Linked DNA regions of Mus musculus: region 2 is linked to region 1. A link is a contact called in public HiChIP or PLAC-seq data. All regions are on one chromosome and are shown on one strand. Each heading gives the region's core, a stretch centred on a gene start, on an enhancer-like site or on the middle of the called end of the contact. The rest is flanking DNA. Distances are from core to core; before and after follow the strand shown. Region 1 overlaps Gm32068 (a long non-coding RNA gene). Region 2 overlaps Zmiz1 (zinc finger, MIZ-type containing 1).

Region 1 (3,660 bases), core at 117-2,616:
GTAGAGAAGCTGCTCACTTCATGGCAGTTAGGAAGCAGACAGAAAAGGGACTGGAGAGGAGGCAGGCCCTTCGAGAGTGTGCCTCCAGTGGCGTGTTTCTTCCAATCAGGCCTCACCTCCTGGTGGCCCATGCAGCTTTAGATGCATCCACTGAGGGAGAAGGAGCCATCCAATGTTGTCTAGGTGTCACCGGGCCCTTCATGCATGAGCCTTGGCGGGTAAGCATCTGTATTGAAACAATGCCAGGCTGGATGTAGGCTGTCCTCCAAAGATAGGTGTGGAGAAGGCTTATTTCTCATCCTATTGTGCTACTAGGAAGTGGTACAGTTTTCAAAATGTGGAATCTTATGGGAAGAATTTACACCACTGAGTGTGTGTATCACCCACTGCCCATTTGCTTCCTATCCACCACGAGGTGAAAACCTTCCTTTGCCACACTCTCACTGTGAAAACAGTAGCTGGAATGACCCCTTGCCTTTGCTAAACTGATTGTCTAGGGTCATTTGTTACAGTGACAAGCGACTGATAGTCATCCCAGGCTAAGCTCTGACTTTGCCCTCCAGGGATTACAGTTGGCTACACCCTCTACCTCTCCTGGCCCTCTCTTTGGGTTGCCCCTGCCCATAGGGAACATCAGGGTATGCAGCAGATCCCCAAATCCACCTGTGTGTATGCACTGGAGCCCTGTCAAAGCAGAAACAGAGCCCAAAAGATGATTTGGGTGCCAGTATGAACCTGATACTGTAGCGTTTTCCTTGCCCAGGGGCACCAAGCAGAGCCTGCTGCCTGGGTGGGCTCCATGTCTGCAGAAGACCCAGTTCTAACATCACAGACAGTACCTTCTACAAATGTCCTTTGGTGACAGGGGTAGGCAACCCTTTCCCCTCCCCAAAACCTCTTTTATAATGGAAACAGTCTCATTCATGAGGGTCTTCCCTAACAAACACCAAACCCTGTAAAGGCCCACCCCTCAATGGCATTGCACTGTGTGTTCGTGATTAAAATAAACTTGAGGGTAGAGTCACAAACCATAGTAGGTTTCTGCGTGATTTTAGTTGGGATTTCTTTAGAACTCGACCTCCTTCTCTCCTATTCCCCTGAACTTTGACTCAGACAGAGGTAGAAAGAGGCTGGCAAACAGGTGACAGAGACAGAGTGGGGGGGGGGGGGGAGGAGGAGGAAAAGTGGGTGGACCTAGAGAGGATAAGAGAGGCAGAGGAAGAAAGAGTAGAAAGAGGCAGTGATGGAGGCTGAGAGAGCAAGCCTGTGGTGAGAGGGGAGGGGAGGGCACGCTGCAGACTGCAGGCCTGGCCCAGGCAGTGATGAAAGGCTGGCTGGCCCTGTACCGTCTGCCTCCGGCATGCAGCCCAACTCACAGCGGTAGCAGTTGGACCAGGCACTTGGCTCTCTCTGCTGAGCCCAGGCCTCTGTCCCTGACCTCAGCACAGCTGCAGAACCTTTGTGCCCTTCTATGGAAGCTACCAGGCTCCCTGCCTGCTTTGAGGCCCGAGGAGTGGGCATTAGTAGTATCTGTTCTCCATGCTTGTCTGTGCCAGGGAAAGAAACATGTGCCATCAGCTGGGCTTATCCAGAGACCCACTGCATTGGCATGGAGATGAGGCATGTGTCTCCTGTGACAGTGTCTTGCCTTCTTAATCAGGGACTTACTGAGGAGTGTGTTGAAATCAGCTGGCATTTCTTAAGCTCAACAAATAGGGATCTAGTATCTCCCTCTAGGGTAGCATGTTTCAGAGGATTCAGAATCCTCCTCCGTTCCCATTTCTTGTATTTTCCTTAATGTCCCCAGCCCATGGAGACTACCCCATAAGGAGCAGGGTTCTAAAACGACACATGACTTGTCAGGCAGGGTCAGCTTCTGAAGGGACAGCCAGGCTCGGAGAGGCTTCAGTGTGTGAACTCTGCTGGCTTCCAAGTCTGTGGATCAGGGCTAGGGGCTAACTGTGGGTGGGCCTCAGGAGCCAGGTTGGCGGGTGTCAGCCAGCTACAACCCCAGCCCCCACCGTGTGTTGTGGAGACAGTGCTATAAACTTCAGGATGCAGTGTGAGTCAGCTGCGTAGTCTTTAAAGAGATGAGACTCTTTTATAATTCTTTCCCTTGAAGGTCTGCTCATGGTTTTTGCTTTCCTACATTTGACTGGGACCAGAGCCCAGAAGCTTGCTGGGTGGCTGGGGACAGACATGGCCCTGGGACCTAAGGCATGGTCAGAAGTAATTGATGTGGAATGAGATGAGGAAATCATTTCCCTCAATTCCTCCAGAGTCTGAAGCAGAGATTCACGTTGGTTCAAGAGGCAGCAGATGGACCCAATAGGAGTTGCAGGGTGGGTCTTGTGGGAGGGAGCCAGGAAGGAGGGGAGGGAGGGATGAGAAAACAGAGCCAGAGAGGTATCTTGTGGGCTGTGAGGCTTTGAGTTTCGTAATGTTGTTGGTCGTCCTTGCCTTGATGGCCTCAATATAATTCTGACATTTATTATATACCAGTAGACAGTGAGCTCTTGGGACACAGGCTTGGTCTAGAAAGGTGTCCAAGATCCTTCCAGGAGTCGGAGGTAGTTAGGGGCAGGAATCTGTTGCCTTTTTCAGAGCTTGGAATTAGAGGTTGAAGCCATGCCTGCCCAAATAGTTAGGGCCCAAAGGCCTCAGCTGACATATGGGTTATAGATGCTTGGGAACTGCAGCCAGAGTACAGGGTTCGAGGGTGACAGGCACGATGCTAGATAGTGAACCAGGATCAGCAGACTCTGCCAGGCAAGAGGGAGGCAGAGCCTGCTATGTGGAGATGTCCTTGGCAACAGGGTAGTCTAGTGAAGAGGCAGATGCAAGATCATCCCTCCCTTTCCAGATGCTTCTGCTGGGTGGAGGGACAGGAAGAGGAAGGGAAGGAGGGAGAGGAGGAGAAAGAGGAGGAGCGAGGGATAGGGAGAGTTTGAGAACATGTGTGCTGAAGGAGCTGGATGGGGAAGCTGAGCCAGGGTCAGGTCCCAGGACCAGGTTTCCCTGGGAAGAGTCAGGAGACAGGAAGTTTACATCACCCGTGGATAGAGTCCAGCATCTTTCCATGCAGAGGGAGCTTGGGGTGAGCCTGTGGGTTGCATTGGAATGACTGGCCCCAAATACCATTCCTCTCCATTTCCATGGCCCTGCCATGGCCCATGTGGAGCGGAATAGTTTCCATACCTCTTAACCTGGGGCTCAGCTTTGTAGCTTGTTTTGGACAATGGGCAACATACCTAAGTCAAGATCCAGAAAAAAATGGAGCAGCCTGGAGTGAGGCTTGCTCTAAAGCAATGAGGTGAGATTTGAGGCTGAAGATGTCTGGCCAGTGGGAAGAAGTGACATTGTTCCAGTCTCGGCCAAGGTCTCCTTTGTTTTGGCTTGTCCACAGGAGCCTTTGGGTTGTCCTGAAGTGGTACCAGCCCTAGCAAGTGGGCAGGTTTAAAGAGCTGGAGTCATGAGACCAGGGCTACCCAAGCTGGCCACGGGTGAGTATCCAAGTGTCCTGATTTGCTGAGGACAGTTTTAGTGACTAAATTGAGACATGGATCACCTGTCCTACACACCAGCAGCCAGGACCATGACTGCCTGCTCCACGGGTACCACGTTCACAGAGGCTGTCCTCACCTTGTCTAGAGAAAGCTC
Region 2 (3,942 bases), core at 823-3,322, 670 kb after region 1:
GATAAATGGAAGGGTTCCCAGCCAGTGTGTCAGCAGGCAGCTTCTGCCATCTTGCCTCTCACACCACACAGTGCCGGGGCTGGCAAAGCAGGGAACAGAAGGTGAGAGTGATCTGGGAAAACCAGAAGCTTAGGCCAACACCTTACTGAGAAAGGCCTGGCAAGAGTGTGGCAATTCCTCAGGAGTACTTCCTCCACAGAAAACCAGGGGCTTTTGTCAGCACCACCAAAGTCCAGCTCCCTGTGACCACCAAGAAGTCCTGACCCCCTGTTGCTAAGGCTGCCAAGTTCTTCCCACCTACCCACACACCCTCCTGAACTTAGAAAGGGACAAAAGCCACTCTTGGCCACACAGGTATTGAGCTCAGCTCAGATGAGAAACTAGGATGGTACTTCAGTGTCTCCTAGTGATGGGTTTGATGTCCCAGATGAGGGACATAAAAGGGAAGTCCTAGGTACCAGTGGCAGGGTCATTGTCCTGATCTTCTGAATCCACCCACACCCCTTGCCCCCTTCCTCCAATACAGTATAGCTCTTGGGCAGACCTCAAGGCATGGGAGTCAAACTGAGAGTGTGAAGTAGCTGGGGAGGGGGTGGGGGAAGGAAGCGTGGTGGCTGGCAGATCTTCCCCATCCACTGCAGCAGGGTGAGTAGGGTCAGAATGGCCACCCTTCCTGTAGACAAATGTGCCTGCAGAGCCTAAGGCTGCTTTACCGGATCAGTGACTCAGAGCTACCTGCCCCAGCCCAAGACTAGAATCTCCTTCATGGTCACGGGGTTCCTTTGTGGGTTCCTCCCAAGGCAGAGAGTGGGACCATTCCTCCATTGCTGGGGCCCCCCTACAGAGGCCAGCAGGAAGGAAGCCAAGAGACAGCTCTGCAGACATTTCAGTTCCTCAGGACACAAGTCCAACCTACTGACTCTTACAAGGGAGCCATGCCATGAGAGCAGGAGGCCTGGCTCCTGGTGCCCTCCCACGCCCTTCAGGGCACAATAGGGTAAATGCCAAGAGCCTTTCAGAGATGGTCTGTGTGGACAGGCCCTGTGCTCAGTGCCCCTACAGAGGGTGAGCCTCAATAGGCTGGCACAAGAGATGAGGCGGGAGTAGGTAGAGATCAAGGTGAAACGTGGGTCGGAGGTCAGCCTTGTAGAGAAGCACTGGATGTGGCCACTGTTGGGTGCCAGAGATGGCACTGCCCACCCCAGGGAGTATCAAACATAAAGGTGCCAAGTGGACAGCTTTGAGCATCTGTGTATGTTTATGTGATTCTCCTAGAGTGTGGGAAAGACAGACCCACAAGGGACCAGGTTCGTTTTCTGTTTGTCAGATGTCTCAGCCTTGGAAGGCCTTCAGAGGAAGGCAACAGGGAAAACCAGTGAATTTATCCTGCAGGATACTCCACTTGCCAGAATCTGAATTTGTTTAATGTTGACCTCAGGAGGGAGGAAGCCTGATGCTTCTCCTGTGAGCTTCCACAGTTAAGCCTGGTCTATTGCCTCGAGAATCCTCAGATCCTTGTCTGTAAACAAGAGGAGTTTTGCTGTCTCACCATTTCACACGCAGAATGAAGGGGTGAGCCGAGGCCTGTGAATCCCTGATACGTTCTAGAGTGGCCAGCCCAGGCTAGAGACTCCCAGCCACCTGGTTTTGGGACCAAGACTTTGTGCTTGGGAGATGAAAGAGGAGAAGGTGAGAGTGTGATCTGGCCCCACCTAGAGGGATAAGAGGTGGCCTTTCCTCTGTGGGTACCACATAGTGGATGTACAGACACCATCAGCACTGGTGCCAGGACAGATGACATGAAGGTGGCAGCTGTCCTTAAGTCACCTACGCTGTTGTTTCTGTAAGAGGCTTATATTTATAAAGTCTCATTAGCCGTCCGTGGCTATGCATGGCATGAAATGTGTCAGTGGACTCTGTGATAGGTTTTATCTGGTGACAGTGCCATGGAGACTGGCTTGCAGTCCGGGAGGGGCCTTGCACCAGCTCTACAGCCTGGCTTTCAGATGGAGTGCTTGATGACTGACCGTCTCCCATACTCTCATGTACCGAGCTATTTCTGTCTGTGCCGCACTGCAACCTGTTAGTCATGTGTTGGCTGCGTAGTTCTTACTAAATGCTATGCCAAGTGCTAGGACTATGCAAGGGGCCGCTCCAGTCTCATGTCTAACCCCTGGGTAGCCTGTCTCCTGGCCCCATTTGCTTCCATTCAGCTTATCCTGTCTATCCAAAGCAGGGTGGGTTGGTGACAGACACGTTGGGAGACAGGCACATGATGGGTGGGCCTGCTCTGATGCATTGCAGAGCTTGTAGTAGAGAAGGTGTAAGGAGAGCAGGCTGCTGAGACGATCAACACACCATGTTGGTACATATTCTTGAGATAGGTAGGTGTGCTCGGGGGACTAGAGTGGCCATGTTGGTAGCTTTCTGACTCACCAGGAAGTGCCTAACTCATCCTGCTGCTGTGTCATCGTCCCCTGTGCACCTGAAATGCGTGACTGAGCTATTTATTGGAGGAATGGCCCTTCCTTGCATTCTTTCCTTCCTAGGATGTGTGAAGGAGGAATCCCTTGTCTCTTGACGGTCTCTTCCTGGCTACTTCAGAGTCCATCCTTGGTGGCCTGAGGGACTCAGAAGCCACCCCTCCTATCTCTACTGCCCCCTCCACACACACAACCTTCTCCCCTGGTGCCTTCTAGCCATGGAAATGTTTTGTGCTCCTCAGAGTCTCCTTGTCTCACTGTGCATTCCCTGCTGGCAGCAGGGTGGACAAAGCCTCTGTTTGTCTCTTACCTCCCTGCTCTCCAGACTGCTCCTCAGGCTCCTCCCTGCATCTGGTCCTTCCCAGTTCCTGGATCTTAAAGCACTGAGCAGCCTGGGCCTGTATCTAAACCTTGCCAAGCTGCCCAGAGATCTGGCTCCCTCTGGTTTATTTGCTCCTTTTCAAGCTCAAGCCCAACCCAGACTAGTGAGGTTCAACCTTTCCTATGACCCTGTGTACTCACTGTCTTAGATGCTGAGATCCAGCCTCTGTTCCCCTGTACCCCAACTGGATCCTATCCTCATTGGCCCCCAAAAGCTGATCTCTGAAGTTCCGAACAACGCCAGGTGTCCAGGTGGTTCCCCAAATTAGAGCCTTGCTGCTTCTGCCTCCTCTGATCTCCTCTGGGAGGTGCAGAAAAAGAAGCAGATTCAGGGCCTGTCCCTGCCCCTAGGGGAGGCACACCTAGGGTCGGTCACGAGCTCGGTGCCTAGGGCTCTGCATTCCAGTCTTCGGGGCCTCTCCCGTTGTTCCCCTCCTTGCCCTAAAGGACATTGTGATAGTACCTGTTTGTGAGAGTAGTTGCTAGAAAGATCTTGAAGAGGTAGATGTGGGGAACCTGGCTCTTCTATATCCCCTCAGACCCACTTCCTGGGACCCAGTCAGTCACCAGTCCGTGTGTCTTTCCTGTATGCTTTAGTTTTCAGTAGTCATGGGCATGCCGTGCTTACTGCTCTCCCCAGTACCACTGGTACAGAGGATCCTAGCTATGTCCTCAGAGACACAGGAGAGCAAACTGTCTTTCTGGGGCAACCGCTGAAGAGGCACAGCTTCACCTGGATAGGAAATGGCCCTTCTCTTCCTGTCTCACAGTAGGACACTGGCTGTCCTTCCTCTGCCCCTTGGCAGCTCGGGCAAGAAGGGAGGGACAGGGCGGAATGCAGAGCCTGTACTGAGTGAGCAGGTGGCGTCATCATCTGCCCCGAGGCCTCCGTCTACCCACAGGTCTCCCATGTGTGTCTGGAGCCCATACCCACCCAGGACATTGGCTCTGCACTCTGCTCAGAGATCAGAAGTAGACAGACACAGCAAGGCCTCAGAGCCTTCCTTATTGTAGCTCTGTCAACTCTGGGGGCTGATGCTCATCATCTGATGAGCGTACCATGGGTCCGCAGTCTTCC

What was found. HiChIP or PLAC-seq counts read pairs in DNA pulled down with a chosen protein or histone mark.
Region 2: a contact with region 1 is called in an H3K27ac HiChIP or PLAC-seq map of oligodendrocyte precursor cells, with 10 times the contacts expected there. The contact joins two enhancer-like sites. A contact is called at or near these places in 1 of 484 Hi-C or Micro-C datasets (bone marrow-derived macrophages), 5 of 115 datasets of contacts at active chromatin or transcription factors (embryonic basal ganglia, embryonic stem cells, oligodendrocyte precursor cells and 1 more) and 1 of 9 other capture datasets (embryonic stem cells).

Annotation. Positions count from the first base shown.
Region 1 is chr14:24,958,830-24,962,489 of GRCm38.p6, forward strand. Gm32068 (a long non-coding RNA gene) reads left to right here. Exons shown (of 5, transcript XR_383267.2): 3 at 3,407-3,503. Among named protein-coding and RNA genes, the nearest start is that of Gm32068, 10 kb to the left of the region's middle. Within about 2 kb of position 1,367, at least 76 of the 459 cell types and tissues checked have an H3K27ac peak or open chromatin away from gene starts, as enhancers often do. A contact at or near this core is called in oligodendrocyte precursor cells, where this site is marked.
Region 2 is chr14:25,627,984-25,631,925 of GRCm38.p6, forward strand. All of the region lies in intron 6 of Zmiz1 (zinc finger, MIZ-type containing 1), which reads left to right. Among named protein-coding and RNA genes, the nearest start is that of Gm45915, 26 kb to the left of the region's middle. Within about 2 kb of position 2,073, at least 53 of the 459 cell types and tissues checked have an H3K27ac peak or open chromatin away from gene starts, as enhancers often do. A contact at or near this core is called in oligodendrocyte precursor cells, where this site is marked.